Regions from separate parts of the Sus scrofa genome. Here region 1 is linked to region 2. Evidence: chromatin contacts called from public HiChIP or PLAC-seq data. All regions are on one chromosome and are shown on one strand. Each heading gives the region's core, a stretch centred on a gene start, on an enhancer-like site or on the middle of the called end of the contact. The rest is flanking DNA. Distances are from core to core; before and after follow the strand shown.

Evidence for each region. HiChIP or PLAC-seq counts read pairs in DNA pulled down with a chosen protein or histone mark.
Region 1: an H3K27ac HiChIP or PLAC-seq map of alveolar macrophages shows a contact between it and region 2. The contact joins the promoter of IFNGR2 here to the enhancer-like site in region 2. A contact is called at or near these places in 1 of 5 promoter capture datasets (liver), 6 of 47 Hi-C or Micro-C datasets (alveolar macrophages, blood, liver and 1 more) and 2 of 2 datasets of contacts at active chromatin or transcription factors (alveolar macrophages and skeletal muscle).

Annotation. Positions count from the first base shown.
Region 1 is chr13:197,002,655-197,009,837 of Sscrofa11.1, reverse strand. IFNGR2 (interferon gamma receptor 2 (interferon gamma transducer 1)) reads right to left here and starts at 2,535. Exons shown (of 7, transcript NM_001111258.1): 1 at 2,316-2,535. The coding sequence starts at 2,400.
Region 2 is chr13:196,963,431-196,970,864 of Sscrofa11.1, reverse strand. No RefSeq gene overlaps it. Among named protein-coding and RNA genes, the nearest start is that of IFNGR2, 40 kb to the left of the region's middle. Within about 2 kb of position 3,239, at least 26 of the 83 cell types and tissues checked have an H3K27ac peak or open chromatin away from gene starts, as enhancers often do. A contact at or near this core is called in alveolar macrophages and liver, where this site is marked.

The DNA.
Region 1 (7,183 bases), core at 1,286-3,785, 40 kb before region 2:
CTCCAAGATGAAAGCTCACTGTCCTAAGCAGAGGGTACAGAGCCCCGCCTCTCCTGCCTTCTCCATGCTCTTTTGGGCAATGGTTCACCACCTGTCATTGGTAAGAAGAGATCATTGGTGGGTGGTAAGTGTGCCCTCTGCACTGCACAACCACAGCGCCTGCTGTTCCCCTTCCTTCCCCACCAGCCACCTCCCATCCACCTGGACCCAGGTGTTTGAGACTTGATATGTTTTTTAAAGTAGGCTAAACGTATCTAGACTTTTTCTTCCTCTGACCATAAAAACAATTACATGATTTTTTTTTTTTTTTGTCTTTTTAGGGCTGTACCTTTGGCCTATGGAGGTTCCCAGGCTAGGGGTCCAATTGGAGCCACAGCTGCCGGCCTATACCAGAGCCACTGCAACACCATATCCAAGCCTTGTCTGTGACCTACACCACAGCTCACGGCAACGCCAAGTCCTTAACCCACTGAGTGAGGCCAGGGATCGAACCTGCAGCCTCATGGTTCCTAGTCGGATTTGTTTCCACTGTGCCACAAGGCGAACTCCAAAAAACAATTACATGATTATTGAAGGACACCCGCAAATTATGTAAGTGTCTGGAAAATGTTCTACCACCTGTTTACTACAAATCATTGTTAGTATTTTCACTTTGTGTTTTGACTCACAAAGAGTTTCTCTTAAATAGACCCTAGCTTTTAATTGTTTATTGTGCAAAATTTCAGAGAGTCACAGAAACAGATTTGTAAAATGGTGCTGCTTTGCAAAGGGTCTAGGGTGAAGAATGGGTATATTTCGCACAGACCTGAACCTTTGCAGAATACAATAAAGGAGAATCTCTAGAAAGATGGACCCGCCCGTGGGTGTTGCAGCAATATCAAACTGCAAAGTTTCTAAATACTTCTCTCAAACTCTGGACTCATGGCAGACAAGTCACAAACAAGTTCATAGACTCATCAAGAGTAGCGCTAGTATAAAGTGCCACCATCTGCCCATCACCCAGCCTGGGCAATTACCTACGTTTTACCAATGTGAGGGAGGCTCAGGGAGGGGGCAGAGTCAGAATCCAAACCCACCTGTCCAACTCCCTGGGGAAGCAGCCATTTCCCCGCAAGCGAGCGCATATCCTCCTATGCAAGGCTCCCCTTAAGGAAGAGCTACGGTATTTAAGGGCTTTTGCGAGGGATGCTGGAGAAGAAACCAACCCAAAAACACTCTGAGATTTCAAGGGGGAGGAAACCTCTAAATTCCTGAGACTTTTAAAAGAGTTACCCAATTTATGCCATCAGCCTCTCCAGCAGAAAGAACCCAGCAAAACATAGGTGTGAACAGAGAAAATGTTTTTCTTCATCCATCTTTGTCTGCCCTCCCTTCCTCCGTCCTTCCCTTCCTTCCTTTCATTCTCTCTTTTCCTAGTTTTTCTATTTGGCTCATAAGGACCGTCAGTCAGGGTCAGAGGTGAGCAGGAGGCTGAGCTCAGGTAAAGGGCTGTCCAACTGGACACGGAGCTGGAATGAAAAGTCTGGTTCACCTGACCCTCTACTGGCAACCTGACCTTTCTGCATCCTGCCCTGAGTACTGCCCCCCATCTATCCCATCCCTGGGGCGGGTAGCAGGCGGGGGGGACTGACCGCTATCAAACACACTGGGCCGCAGTTAAAACTGAGCTAGGGTCACAACCTCCTAGACGGAGGTCCCTTGCGGGTGGCTGGGCTCCGCGGCACGAAGCTGGAAGGCAGGCAGGCCTGGGACCTGCTTCCAGCTCCTGCCACCGGGGCCAGGCAGGGCTCCGTTCAGGCGGATCGGGAAAAATCTGTGGCCGGCAGAGGCGGCCTTTTCTCGAGCCCTGGCTTTGACTTTGCCTCTGTTTATTTTGAGAAGTTCGGAGGTCGGCCGCGTTCGTTGTAGGGTGCGGCGGCGCGGAGGTGGGAGAGAAGGAGCCCCTGTGTGCTCAGACTCGTGCGGCGGCAGCTTGAGCGCTTCCTTCCTGGGAGCGATGTCCAGGGCGCTGGCGGTCCCACGGCTCCTCTCGCTGCGCCAGGTCCCGGCCCCGGGGACTGCTCGGAATTCCCCCACCACCCGACACGCGATTCGGGCTCCCGCGGACCCCGCCCAGCAGACTCTCGACCCATCGAGGCTCCCCGCAGGCCCTCGACCGATCCAGGCTCCCCGCCGACCCCACCCGCTAAGGACACCCCGTTTCCTCCGGACCGATCGGCTCCCCGTGGATTCCCCCACCTGCTCCGGGCTCCCCGCGGACTCCCACCCATGCGACGACGCCTCCGTGCGGCCTCGGGGGCCCGGGTTCCGCTTACCTGCCGGGGACGCCGCGGCGCCGCATCTGCCGAACAGCAGCAGCGGTGGCAGCACCAGCGGCAGCAGAACGAGCAGCGGCCGCATGGCCCGGGGCTCCGGGCGCCGCAGGAGCGGCGGCGGCGGCGGCTCTGGGCGCGGCCCGGCCCCGGCACGGGGTCGCCCGGGCGCTCACGTCGCCGCCTCGGCGGCCATGGCGAGCGCTGGGCGCGCGGGGCCCGCCTCTTCCCGAGCAGCTGCGGGGGTGGCGTGTCCCGAGCGGCCAGGGAACCCCGCTCGGCAGCCGAGCCCGAGCCGGCCCCTCCCGGCGCCCGTGCCCCGCCCCGCGCCGCGCCGAGAAGCCGCCGCGCTCCCGCGCCCCGCCCGCTGCGGGGACTTTCCCGGGGCCCCCCAGCCCCGCCGCCGCCGCCCCCGGGAACCACGGCCCGGGGGGGTTCCGCGCGGCCCTGGCGCAGCCTTTGCAGACACCGGAGCCGGGGCCCCACCGAGGCCGGCCGGCCCGGGCCTGGCACAGGAGTGGGGTGGAGAGGGAACCCTGCCAGATGCCACTTTCGGGGGCTTGCGATGCTGCCGGCAAGACCCCTCGAGACCCGAGGTCGCAGGTGGGTCTGGAGCGGAGCATCCCCCGCCCCCGGCCCCTCTTCTCCCGCTGATTCCTGCGGTTGTGCCATTCGAGCATTCCTGCCTGAAGTGTAAACTTTTGCTTATTAGTCTCTCAAGTACATATTCAGCTTTTAACCCCTTTTTGAAAATAGGTTTTAAGGGGCTGGTTGGTCGAAAGGGTCGGGGTGAAGGAAGGGGCGGGGCTTTGGGGGATAATGGGCGCAGTGAGATGGGGGAGAGAAAAAGCCCCACATTTCATAATGGTTTGTGGGTTTTGGCCCTAGTTCAGACTGTGATGAGTATGAGGAAGTAACCTCAGGAGTTGGGGGATGTCGGGGGTGCGGGGAAGGCCAGCTCTTAGAGTCTGAGTCTGCGCCGCCCTTTGCCATTTGATGCCAGAAAGGATTTGAGATCCAGAACTACCCGGAATTCTTACCACCCCCCCCACCCCGCCCCCGGCCCCGGTGCACTTCAGGCTCCCTGCTGGCTCCCATCTACTGCCGGCCCCCCGCGGACCCCTCAGACTTTCAAGGGTCTATCTTTTCTCCCCAAATGAGCCCTAACCCCACTCAGCAGGGAAAGAGCAGGCAAAAAAGGGAAGGAGTTGCGGGGCGGGGGGGCGGCGAGACCAAGAGTGAAAGAAGAGGTTGTTGGACCCATGGAGGGCAGAAATGGGTGTGTGTGGCTGCTGGGCTCCTTGGGAACATAATGTTTGGCATCTTCAAGCTTTGGGACTTTTTGCATTTTCTTTCCTTACTGTAGAACTCTTTCGAAAGTGGCCACTGTTGTAAAAATGCGTGATCAAATGAATCTCTCGCAGTGTTTGAATGATGCTTTGAGTGAGTTTTTCAAGACAAAGACGAGTTTATATACGTGAAGGGAAAAGAGCAGGACATAAGTCAGAATCCTTCCAAAAGTGACTCACTGAAAATGACTGGCGGATGGAGATCCGGTGGTGGCTCAGCGAGTTAAGGACCCGAGTCTGTCTCCGTGAGGATGCGCATTGGATCCCCGGCTTCGCTCAGTGGGGTTAAGGATCTGGCCTTGTGGCAAGCCGCTGTCAAAGATTCGGCTGCAACTCTAGCTCAACTCCACCCCTAGCCCAGGAACTTGCAGGGAACTTCCATATGTCACAGGTAGGGCCTTAAAAAAAAAAAAAAAAATAGAAAAGAAAAGAAAAAGGAAAAAGAAAGAAAGAAAATGACTGGAGGAGCTGAGTCGAAACACTGATATGAAATGGGTATGGAATTATGAAGGTTAACCATTTGGGGTTTTATTTAATGCTTTTCTGTTTTTTCTCCAATGGGCAAATTTCACTTTTACAATCGGGAAAAACAAATTCAAGTTAAAGACAGGTGGAGTTCCTCTGTGGCTCAGCAGGTAAGGACCCAGCCTTGTCACCCCTGTGGCATGGATTTGATCCTTGGCCCGGGAACTTCCACATGCCATGAGCATGGCCAAAAAGACAAAAGGGGGCAAAAAAGAAAAGAAAGAAAAAAAGAAAAGGACACTTGTGCATGTGTCTCAGCCCAGGCCAGGGATGGCTTGTGAGCTCCCTTGCTGTAGCGTTCTCAGGGACAGTGACAATGAACCCTGTGGTCTTTGAGGGGTACATGAAAACCTGCAGAGCTGTTCTCTGCTGGAGAACCTCCTTCCAGAGCTCTTTCCTGCGAAAACGTGGAGGGTTTCTGTTTCCCTTCCAGTTCCTGGCAGAGTGCTAAAAGGATCCTGCCCAGCTCGCTACTCAGATGGGCATCCTGGTCACCTCAAGCCCATAATATCCCCAGACAAGTAACCAGCCCCTGCCTCCAAGGCAGCTCACTGAAAAAGGTCAGTTTTCAGTGGCTGGTCTTTCCACTTCCTGTTTCTCTTGGCTGAAGACTTTGAAGGCAGGGTGGGTAACTCTGACTTCCATGGAATCCTCTGTCCGAAGAGCCAGAAAGCCCATCTCGTTGGCGTTTCTTGTGAAGGATGTCTCATGTCCACTGCCCTTTGTCTGGTTCCGTCTGTCCCCCCTCCCGCCTCCAGCATCATGCATTGTCTCAGTTTATTGCATATAACTTTTTTTTTGCATACAGCCCATGTGAGTTGATTCGCCTCTGCAGCTCCTCCCCTTTGGAGGCACTTTGTTGTTGTTGTTTGTTTTTTTTTTTAAGGACCGCACCTCCAGCATATGGAAGTTCCCAGGCTAGGGGTCCAATCCTTAGCTACAGCTGCTAGCCTACACCACAGCCACAGCAACACAGGATCTAAGCCACATCTGTGACCTATAGCACACAGCTCGTGGCAATGCCGGATCCTTAACCCACTGAGTGAGGCCAGGGATCGAACCTGCAACCTCATGGATGCCAGTTGGATTTGTTTCTGCTGTGCCACAATGGGAACTCCCTTTGGGGGCACATTTACTGAGAAACCACTAAAAGCTTACTCCTCAGTGGCCCTCCCTTCCACAACCCCTTCCACGGCCACGGAAGGACCCTGTCCTGCTCCATCCTTCTCACTTGGTCATATGCTTTTGTGAAATCTGCCAAGTAAGAGATTTTAACCACAGTTGTTCAGACCTCTGTCTCTTTCCTCTTTGACTTCTCTTTTGACACCCTTCTCATGCAGAGTGGGGATGGGGTGGCTGTGGTGTTTTTGGGAAATGTCTTGACATGATGTAGCGACAGCAAACTGTGAAGGTAAAGAAAATTTTCCCTTTTTTTGCGGCTGCACCTGTAGCATATGGAAGTTCCCAGGCTGGGGGTCTAATTAGAGCTGCAGCTGCTGACCTATGCCAGAGCCACAGCAACGCCAGATCCAAGCAGCATCTGCAAATGACATCAAAGCTTTTGGTAAAGCCAGATCCTTAACTCACAGAGAGAGGCCAGGGATCAAACCTGCATCCTCAGGGACACTAGTTGGGTTCTTAACCTGCTGAGCCACAACGGGAACTCCAAAAGACACTTTTCTAAATTGTCAATAAGAAGAAACATTTTGATAAATCATTCCTAGAGGAAAGGCTGAATTAATTTTCTATTCTTTCTATAGAGTGTATTTTATTTTATTTTTTTGTCTTGTTAGGAGAAGTTCTCAGACTAGGGGTCAAATCAGAGCTCGAGCTGCCGGCCTACACCACAGCTCATGGCAATGCCAGACCCCTAACCCACGGAGCAGGGCCAGGGATTGAAACCGCATCTTCATGGATTTGTTACCACTGAGGCACAAAGGGAGCTCCTCTATAGAGCATATTTTATTTTATTTATTTTATTCTATTTTTTGGCTTTTTAGGGCCACACTGAGGCATATGGAGGTTCCCAGGCTAGGGGTAGAATCAGAACTACAGCTGCCAGCCTACACCACAGCCACAGCAATGCAGGATCTGAGCCATGTCTGTGACTACAGCACAGCTCACAGCAATGCCAGATCCTTAACCCACTGAGCAAGGCCAGGGATCGAACCCACATTCTCATGGGTACTTGTCAGGTTCATTACCGCTGAGCCACAATGGAAACTCCATTTTTTCATTTTTATAAAAAATTAAAGTATAGTTGATTTACAGTGTTGTACCAATTTCTGCTATACAGCAAAGTGACCCAGTCATACATAGATATACATTCTGTTTCTTGTATTACATTAATCCTGGTTTATCCCAAGAGATTGGTGGCAGCTTTAAAATTGTGTAATTTGTGATTTATTTTCTGGTTCTAAATAAATGCATTTGGGATACCTGGTGATCTAGTGGTTAGGACTTAGTGCTTTCGCTACTGTGTCCTGGGTCCCTCTCTGGTCTGGGAACTGAGATTCCACATCAAACATACCATGGCCAAAAATAAACATAAATAAATAAATACATTGGTATCTAATTTTTTTTTGTCTTTTTGCCTTTTCTAGGGCCGCTCCCGCAGCATATGGAGGTTCCCAGGCTAGGGGTCCAATTGGAGCTGTAGCCACTGGCCTATACCAGAGCCACAGCAGCACCAGATCTGAGATCTGAGCCGTGTCTGCAACCTACACCACAGCTCACGGCAATGCTGGATCCTTAATCCACTGAGCAAGGCCAGGGATCGAACCTGCAACCTCATGGTTCCTAGTCGGGTTCGTTAACCACTGTGCCACGACGGGAACTCCAATTTTATACTTTTAGTTGTGTATTCTTTTATGACTAGTATATAAATACGTACACTTCAGTCCTACACAACCTGCATCGCCCCATCCCTTTCCGTCAATTTGCTACCTGATCTTCCTGAAATGTTTTCCTCGTGCAGAGATCTAGAGGCCCTCCCCT
Region 2 (7,434 bases), core at 1,990-4,489:
CAGAACTTCAACATTTGCATTTCTAGGGGATTTTTAGGGCGAGGCACAAGTCAGCAGATGGATATCTCATCTACTTGGCTAATTTCCTTTAAAAATCTTTCTATTATTTTTCCTCTTGAGACATTCACTTGAAAAAAAAAAAAAAGTTTCGCCCAGTGTCTTAGTTGGTTTGGGCTGATATAGCAAAAATACCCAAGCCTGGGTGGCTTATAAACAGAAATTTATTTCGTACAGTTCTGGAGGCTGGATGGCCAAGGTGTGGGTGTTGGCGGGGTGGTGTTTTGGTGAAAGCCCTCTTCCAGGTTGCAGACGGCTGGACTTCTCATATCCTCACCTGGAGAGAACAAAGAGGAGAAGCAAGGTCTCTGGTGAAATTTATGGGGGCACCAATCCCATTCATGAAAGCCCAACACTCATGAACTCCTCCAATCCTAATTTCCTCCCTGAAGCTCTGCCTCCTCATATGGCTGTGGGGAGGTGGGTAGGGTTTCAACACATGAATTCTGGAGTGTCACAAATATCCAGTCCATAACACCTGGATGAGAAAGTCAAAATTTATTATTATTATTCTTATTTTTTCTTTTTAGGCCTGCACCCACGGCATATGGAGGTTCCCAGGCTAGGGGTCTAATTGCAGCTGGAGCTGCTGGCCTATACCACAGCCATGGCAATGCCAGATCCGAGCTGCGTCTCCGACCTACACCAGAGCTCATACCCTTGACCCACTGAGTGAGGCCATGGATGGAACCCGAGATCTCATTGTTCCTTGTCGGATTCGTTGATCACTGAGCCACGACGGGAACTCCCCATGGTTCGCTTTTCTTAACACTTTGCCATTTAGTGAAGAAATCATTCATCTGTTCATTCATCATTTGTTTTGATTAATTTAATTATTATATGATTGAATAATTATTTAATAATTAATAATAATTATCATTTAAATTATTAAATTATTATTGAGCATCCACTGTGTAGGTGTGCCAGGTACTTGCTAAAATCAGGGATACTACAGTGAACAAAAGAGATTAAAAGAGGAGTTTCTGTCGTGGCTTAGCGGAAATGAATCTGACTAGCATCCATATGGACGCAGGTTCGATCTTTGACCTCGCTCGGTGGGTTAAGGATCCAGCGTTGCCTTGAGCTGTGGTGTAGGTCATAGATGCAGCTCGGATTTGTGGTGTAGGCTGCTGGCTGCGGCTCCGATTTGACCCCTAGCCTGGGAACCTCCATATGTGATGGGTGTGGCCCTAGAAAAACAAACCAACCAAAAAAAGGAAATTAAAAGCAAGAAAAAATTCTGGTGGGGAGACAGAGAATATTCAAGCGATATAAGATAATTTTTTTTCCTAAAGAGAAAAATCAGGAAAGGGAATTAGAGAATGTGTGTGTGTGTGTGTGTGTGTGTGTGTGTGTGTGTGGTGGTGGTGGGGTGCAATTTAAGTTAAAGTGAGCACAACAGCCATCCCTGAAAAGAGAACATTTAAGTAAAAACCTGATGTGAACATATGAGCCATGGGGATGAGCAGGGGAAGAAGTGCATGCCAGGCAGAGCGACTGGCAAGTGCAGAGAGCCCGAGGCAGGAACAGCCTGGGTGCTTGAGGATCGCAGGGAGGCCAATGTGGCTGAGGAGGAGGGGGCAAAGGGGAGATGAGGTCAGAGGGGTGGTGAGGTGCCCTTAGATCATTGCAAGGATGTGGGCTTTCACTTTGAGAAGGGAGCCACGGGAGGGTTTGGGTCAACGAGCAGCATGATCTGGCTCACAAGGCTGAACAGTCACCTAACATGACTGAAGAGGAGGCAGGGCTGAAAGAGGAAGGAAAACCATTTACGAAGCCATGAAATCATCTACCCGGAGAGGATGGTGGCTCAGACCAGGTGGTAGCCACGGAGACGGTAAAAGTAGTCAGATTTGGAGTTCCCCGTCGTCGTGGTGCAGCAGAAATGAATCCGACTAGGAACCATGAGGTTGTGGGTTCGATCCCTGGCCTTGCTCAGTGGGTTAAGGATCCGGTGTTGCCGTGAGCTGTGGTGTAGGTCGCAGACGTGGCTCAGATCTGGCGTTGCTGTGGCTGTGGTGTAGGCTGGCAGCTACAACTCCGATTAGAACTCTAGCCTGGGAACCTCCATATGCTGAGGGTGTGGCCCTGAAAAGACAAAAGACAAAAATAAATAAATAAATAAACGTAGTCAGATTTGAGATGTTCTGGTTTTGGTGGGATTTCCCAAGAGATAGAATGTGAGACAGGAGCCAAGGATGGCACAAGGTTTTTGGCTTTGAAAAATAAAGAAAGGAGTTGCTATTTATTATGTTGGGGAAGCCTGAGGTGGAGGTAGGGGGGAGATTGATTTGGTTTCCTATCAGCATCAATATCTCTCATTTTATAGCAGAAGACTTTTGTTTTTTTGGCTGTGCCCGAGGCTTGTGGAGATTCCCGGGCCAGGGATTGAACCTGAGCTGCTGCAGTGACAACACCAGATTCTTAACCCACTGTGCCACAAGGGAACTCCCAAGACTTTTTTTTTTTAAAGTATCATGTCTGAAGCCTGATTCTAGAATCTTCTAGATAATCCTGCATCCATGAATTGTCCTAAAAACTGTATGTTCATCACTGCTTAGCTCAGTAAGTGTTTATCTTAGCTCATCCAGGTGACATGGTGTGACCTAACCAACATATTTTTTACTGAGTGATGTGTTATGTTATACCTGGGGTTTAATTAATGATCGCTGCCCCTACTTCCTGAGCACTTCCTGGGCTTTAGGCAGAAGGGAAGCTGTTTTCCCAAACTCATCCGGCCGGTAGGTGGCAGAGTTGGGATTTGATCCAGTTGGCTGGACCTCGACAGAGGGTTTGGTGCCTAATTGTGAACTGAATATTGCGTCACATCAGGAAGAGGTGCTTGATGATAACTCTGAATTATCCATTCCAAAGCTCTAGAATGATGAATGCAGGAATTTATTTTTCTCATAGCAGTTGAGTTTTTGCCTAAGTTCCATACTTGAAAAAATAAGCTTCTCTGCCTTAGAGGAAGTATAACTCGTTAACTGCATGCTTAGTCAAGGGGAAATTTTCGAAATAAAAGACAGTCTATATTTGCGGAAGTAAGTTAACAGGCCACTTGCCAAGAAGCCAACAAAGAATCAGAGGAATTCACACGTCTCCATAATAAGCATTTAAAACCGAGGGGCCAACTCAAAAGCAGTATACATTCTGCATCTGTAATCAGTCTGAGTTGATGACCCTTGAACGTGGTCATGAAGAGACCTGTAGAGGGCGGGGCCATAACAGGTCACAATGGAGGTTTGGAGAATGAGTGATGGCTTGATCTTGACCTTCTTCTTTTTTTCAACTTCCTTTCCCTGAAATAACAGACAGTAAGGGAACCAGGAACACCCAGGCTTCTGGTCACGTATTTCTTCTTGATAACTTCACATCTTCCTGTTATCAAAATGTGAGTTACAGGAAGCAGACACCAGCCACAGCTGGTACAGGGCCAGTTTCAGAAGAAAGCTTTTGGGTGCAACCTCAGCAGAGCTTCTGAGGGAAACAGATATGCAAGGCAAATGCTTCATTTGACCGAATCCTCTCCAAAAAAAAAAAAAAAAAAAAAAAAAAAAAAAAAATTAAAATGCATCTATATTTTCCATCATATACTTATGATTTTAATAAAATCAAATGAACACTTCTTGCTCCAGGTAAATATATACTTAAACTCTCTAAGTAATTGGTCATATCGGATGAATGCTCCCAATCTCTAAGCCTGCACTTTGGTGACCACGCCATGTAGGCATGGCTAGGTGCCCTGCACAGCATGTCATCAGGTAGACATCAAAGTGTTGGCTGGATTAGGTTCTTTTCTTTTTTTTTTTTTTTGTCTTTTTGTTATTTCTTGGTCTGCTCCCGCGGCGTATGGAGGTTCCTAGGCTAGGGGTCCAATCGGGGCTGTAGCCACTGGCCTACACCAGAGCCACAGCAACGCAGGATCTGAGCCACATCTGCAACCTACACCACAGCTCATGGCAACGCCGGATCGCTAACCCACTGAGTGAGGGCAGGGACCGAACCTGCAACCTCATGGTTCCTAGTCAGATTTGCGCCACGACGGGAACTCCTGGATTAGGTTCTCGTCTAGAGGCTCTGGAGAAAAATCTCTCCTTAAAACTTGTTCTGGTTGTTGGCAGAAATCAGTTCCTTGTGGGAGTTCCCTTTGTGGCTTGACAGTTAACAAATCCGACTAGGATCCGTGAGGATGCGGGTTTGATCCCTGGCCTCCCTCAGTGGGTTAAGGATCCTGCATTGCTGTGGCTGTGGTGTAGGCTGGCAGCTGCAGCTCCAGTTTGACCCCTAGCCTGGGAACCTCCATATGCTGCAGGTGCAGCCCTAAAAAAAAAAAAAAAAGAATTCAGTTCCTTGAAGCTGTAGGCCTGAGGATCTGGACCTTATTTCCATGCTGACTGTCAACCAGTGCCTACAGGCTACCTGAATTCCTTGCCTCGGAGCTCCCTTCATCTCTGAGCCAGCAATGGCGTGTTGAATCTTTGCGCTTCAAATTTCTGACTCCTTCTGCTGTGATGAACCAGGGAAAATGCTCTGCCTTTAAGGGGCTCATGTGATTAAGTCACACCCAACCAGGATAATGTCCCTGTCTCAAGGTCAACTGTGTTTGATAATATAACCTAACCATGGGAGTAAAATCCATCATACAGTCCTGGGGATCTTGGGAACCATGTTTAAATTCTGTCCACTGTACCTAGCTTCAAGAATGACCAACTCCAAAAAAAAAAAAAAAAAAAAAAGAAAAGAAAAGAAAAAGAAAAAAGAGAGTTCCCAATGTGGCTTGGTGGGTTAAGAACCTAACACACAGTGTGTCTGTGAGGATGCCAGGTGGCCTCACTCAGTGGGTTTAAGGATCCAGCATTGCTGAAAGCTGCCGTCTAAGTCACAGTTAGGGTCGAGATCCAGCATTGCCGTGGCTGTGTTGTGGGCTGGCGGCTGCAGCTCTGATTGGACCCCTTCCATATGCTGGAGATGTGGCTCCAAAAATGTCCTGCTGGAGTTCCCGTCGTGGCGCAGTGGTTAACAAATCCGACTAGGAACCATGAGGTTGTAGGTTCAATCCCTGCCCTTGCTCAGTGGGTTAATGATCCTGCATTGCCGTGAGCTGTGGTGTAGGTTACAGATGGCTTGGATCCCGCATTGCTGTGGCTCTGGCGTAGGCTGGTGGCTACAGCTCCGATTTGACCCCTAGCCTAGGAACCTCCATATGCCACAGGAGCGGCCCAAGAAAATGGCAAAAAAATAGACAAAAAAAAAAAAAAAAAAAGTCCTGCTGGAGTTTCTGTCATAGCTCATTGGAAACGAATCTGACCAGGATCCATGAAGATGATAACTCTGAATTATCCATTCTCATACTCTAGAATTATGAACTCAGGCAATGTATTTGTCCTCCTGGCAGTGGGTTAAGGATCTGGCATTGCCGTGGCTGTGGTGTAGGTCATTTGACTACTAGCCCAGGAACCTCCGTAATGCCACAGGTGCATCTCTGAAAGAAAAAAAAAAGTCCTGCTATATAGCACAGGGAACTGTATCCAATCCCTTGTGATAGAAGTCCATTTTCAAATCACTTTATTTGTTTTAGTTGTTGAGTTGTAGGAGTTCCTTATATAGTCTGGACATTAACCCCTTAACAGATATTTGATTTGCAAATATTTTCTTCTTTATGTAGGCTTCTTTTTCACTCTGTTGATTTTCTCCTTTGATATGCAAGTCGTTTTTGTCGTTGTTGTTGTTATTAAGGCTACATCTGGGACATATGCAAGTACCCATGATTGAATCCAAGCTGCAGTTGCAGCAATGCCAGATCCTTTAACCCACTGCACAAGGCTGGGGGTGGCATATGGAATTCCTAGGCCATGGATCAGATCCCAGACACAGTTGCAACCCATGCTGAAGCTGCAGCAACGCTGTGCTGAGCCGGGGATGAACCTGCATCCTGGCACTGCACAGACACTGCCGATCTCATTGCACCACAGCAGGAACTTCTGTAGTCAGATTCTTAACCCACTGCACCATAGTGGGAACTCCTGATATGCAGCCATTTTTCAGTTTTATGTCACGGAAGTTGTCATTTTTGTTTTTGTTGCTTGTGATTGCCGAATTCAACATTGTGAATCTTTCCTCTTATGTTTTCTTCTAGGAGTTTTATAGTTTTAGATCTTACGATTAGGTCTTTAATACATTTTGAGTTAGTAGATGGTAAAAAGCAAGGGTCCAATTTCATTTTTTTGGCAGTGGATTCCCAATTTTCCCAACACTCTTTGCTGAAGGGGCTGCCTTCTCCCCCTTGTGTGGTCTTGGTACCTTTGTCAAAGATCATTTGACCACATTCTCAAAGGTTTTCATCTGCTCTCTCTTTTCTGTTTCATTGATCTATAGACCAATTGGTCTCTTTTTATGCTGATACCACACTGTTTTGATTACCACAGATTTGTACATGTTTTGAACCAGAAAGTGTGATGTCTTTATTCTTTTTTCAAGTTTGTTTTCATGATTTAGGGTCCTTTGAGATTCCATGTGAACTTTAGGATTTTTTCCCCTATTTCTGCAAAAATCCCAAAGGGATTGCACGGACTCTGTAGATTGCTTTGAGTAGTATGGGGCATTTAACCACATATTAAATCTTCCAATGCACAAACATGGGATGTTTTTCCTTTATTTATGTTTTCTTTAATTTCTTATATATATATATTTCTTATATATATATGTGTGTGTGTGTGTGTATATATAATATATATATATATATTTTTTTTTTTTTAGGGCCACACTTGTGGCTTATGGAGGTTCCCAGGTTAGGGGTTGAACTGGAGCTATAGCCTCTGGCCTACACCACAGCCACAGCAATGCCAGATCTGAGCCACATTTGCAACGTACACCACAGCTCATGTCTTAACCCACTGAATGAGGCCAGGGATGGACCTACATCTTCATGGATGCTAGTCAGATTCGTTTCTGCTGAGCCATGACAGGAACTCCACTTCTTTAATTTCTTTCAGCAATGTTTTATAGTGTTTAGCATCCAAAACTTTCACCTCCTTGGTTAATTTCATTCCTAGGCATTTTATTTTTTTGATGCTGTCATAAATGGGATTGTTTTCTTAAATTCCTTTTTGAGTTGTTCATTATTAATGTATAGAAATGGAACTGACTTTTGTGTGTTGATTTTATATCCTGCAACTTTGCTTAATTTGTTAGGCTGCCTTAAATGCAGTGCTCTGAAAATACAAACTTTTTCACGGAGAATTTAATTTCATTGATCAGTGCTGGCACATCATTGAGTAATATCATAGGTGGGATCCTTGGCCATTATTCTGCAGAAAATAATGAAACATTTTAAGCATCATTTCTTTTATTTATTCTTTCATTGATAGATGTGAA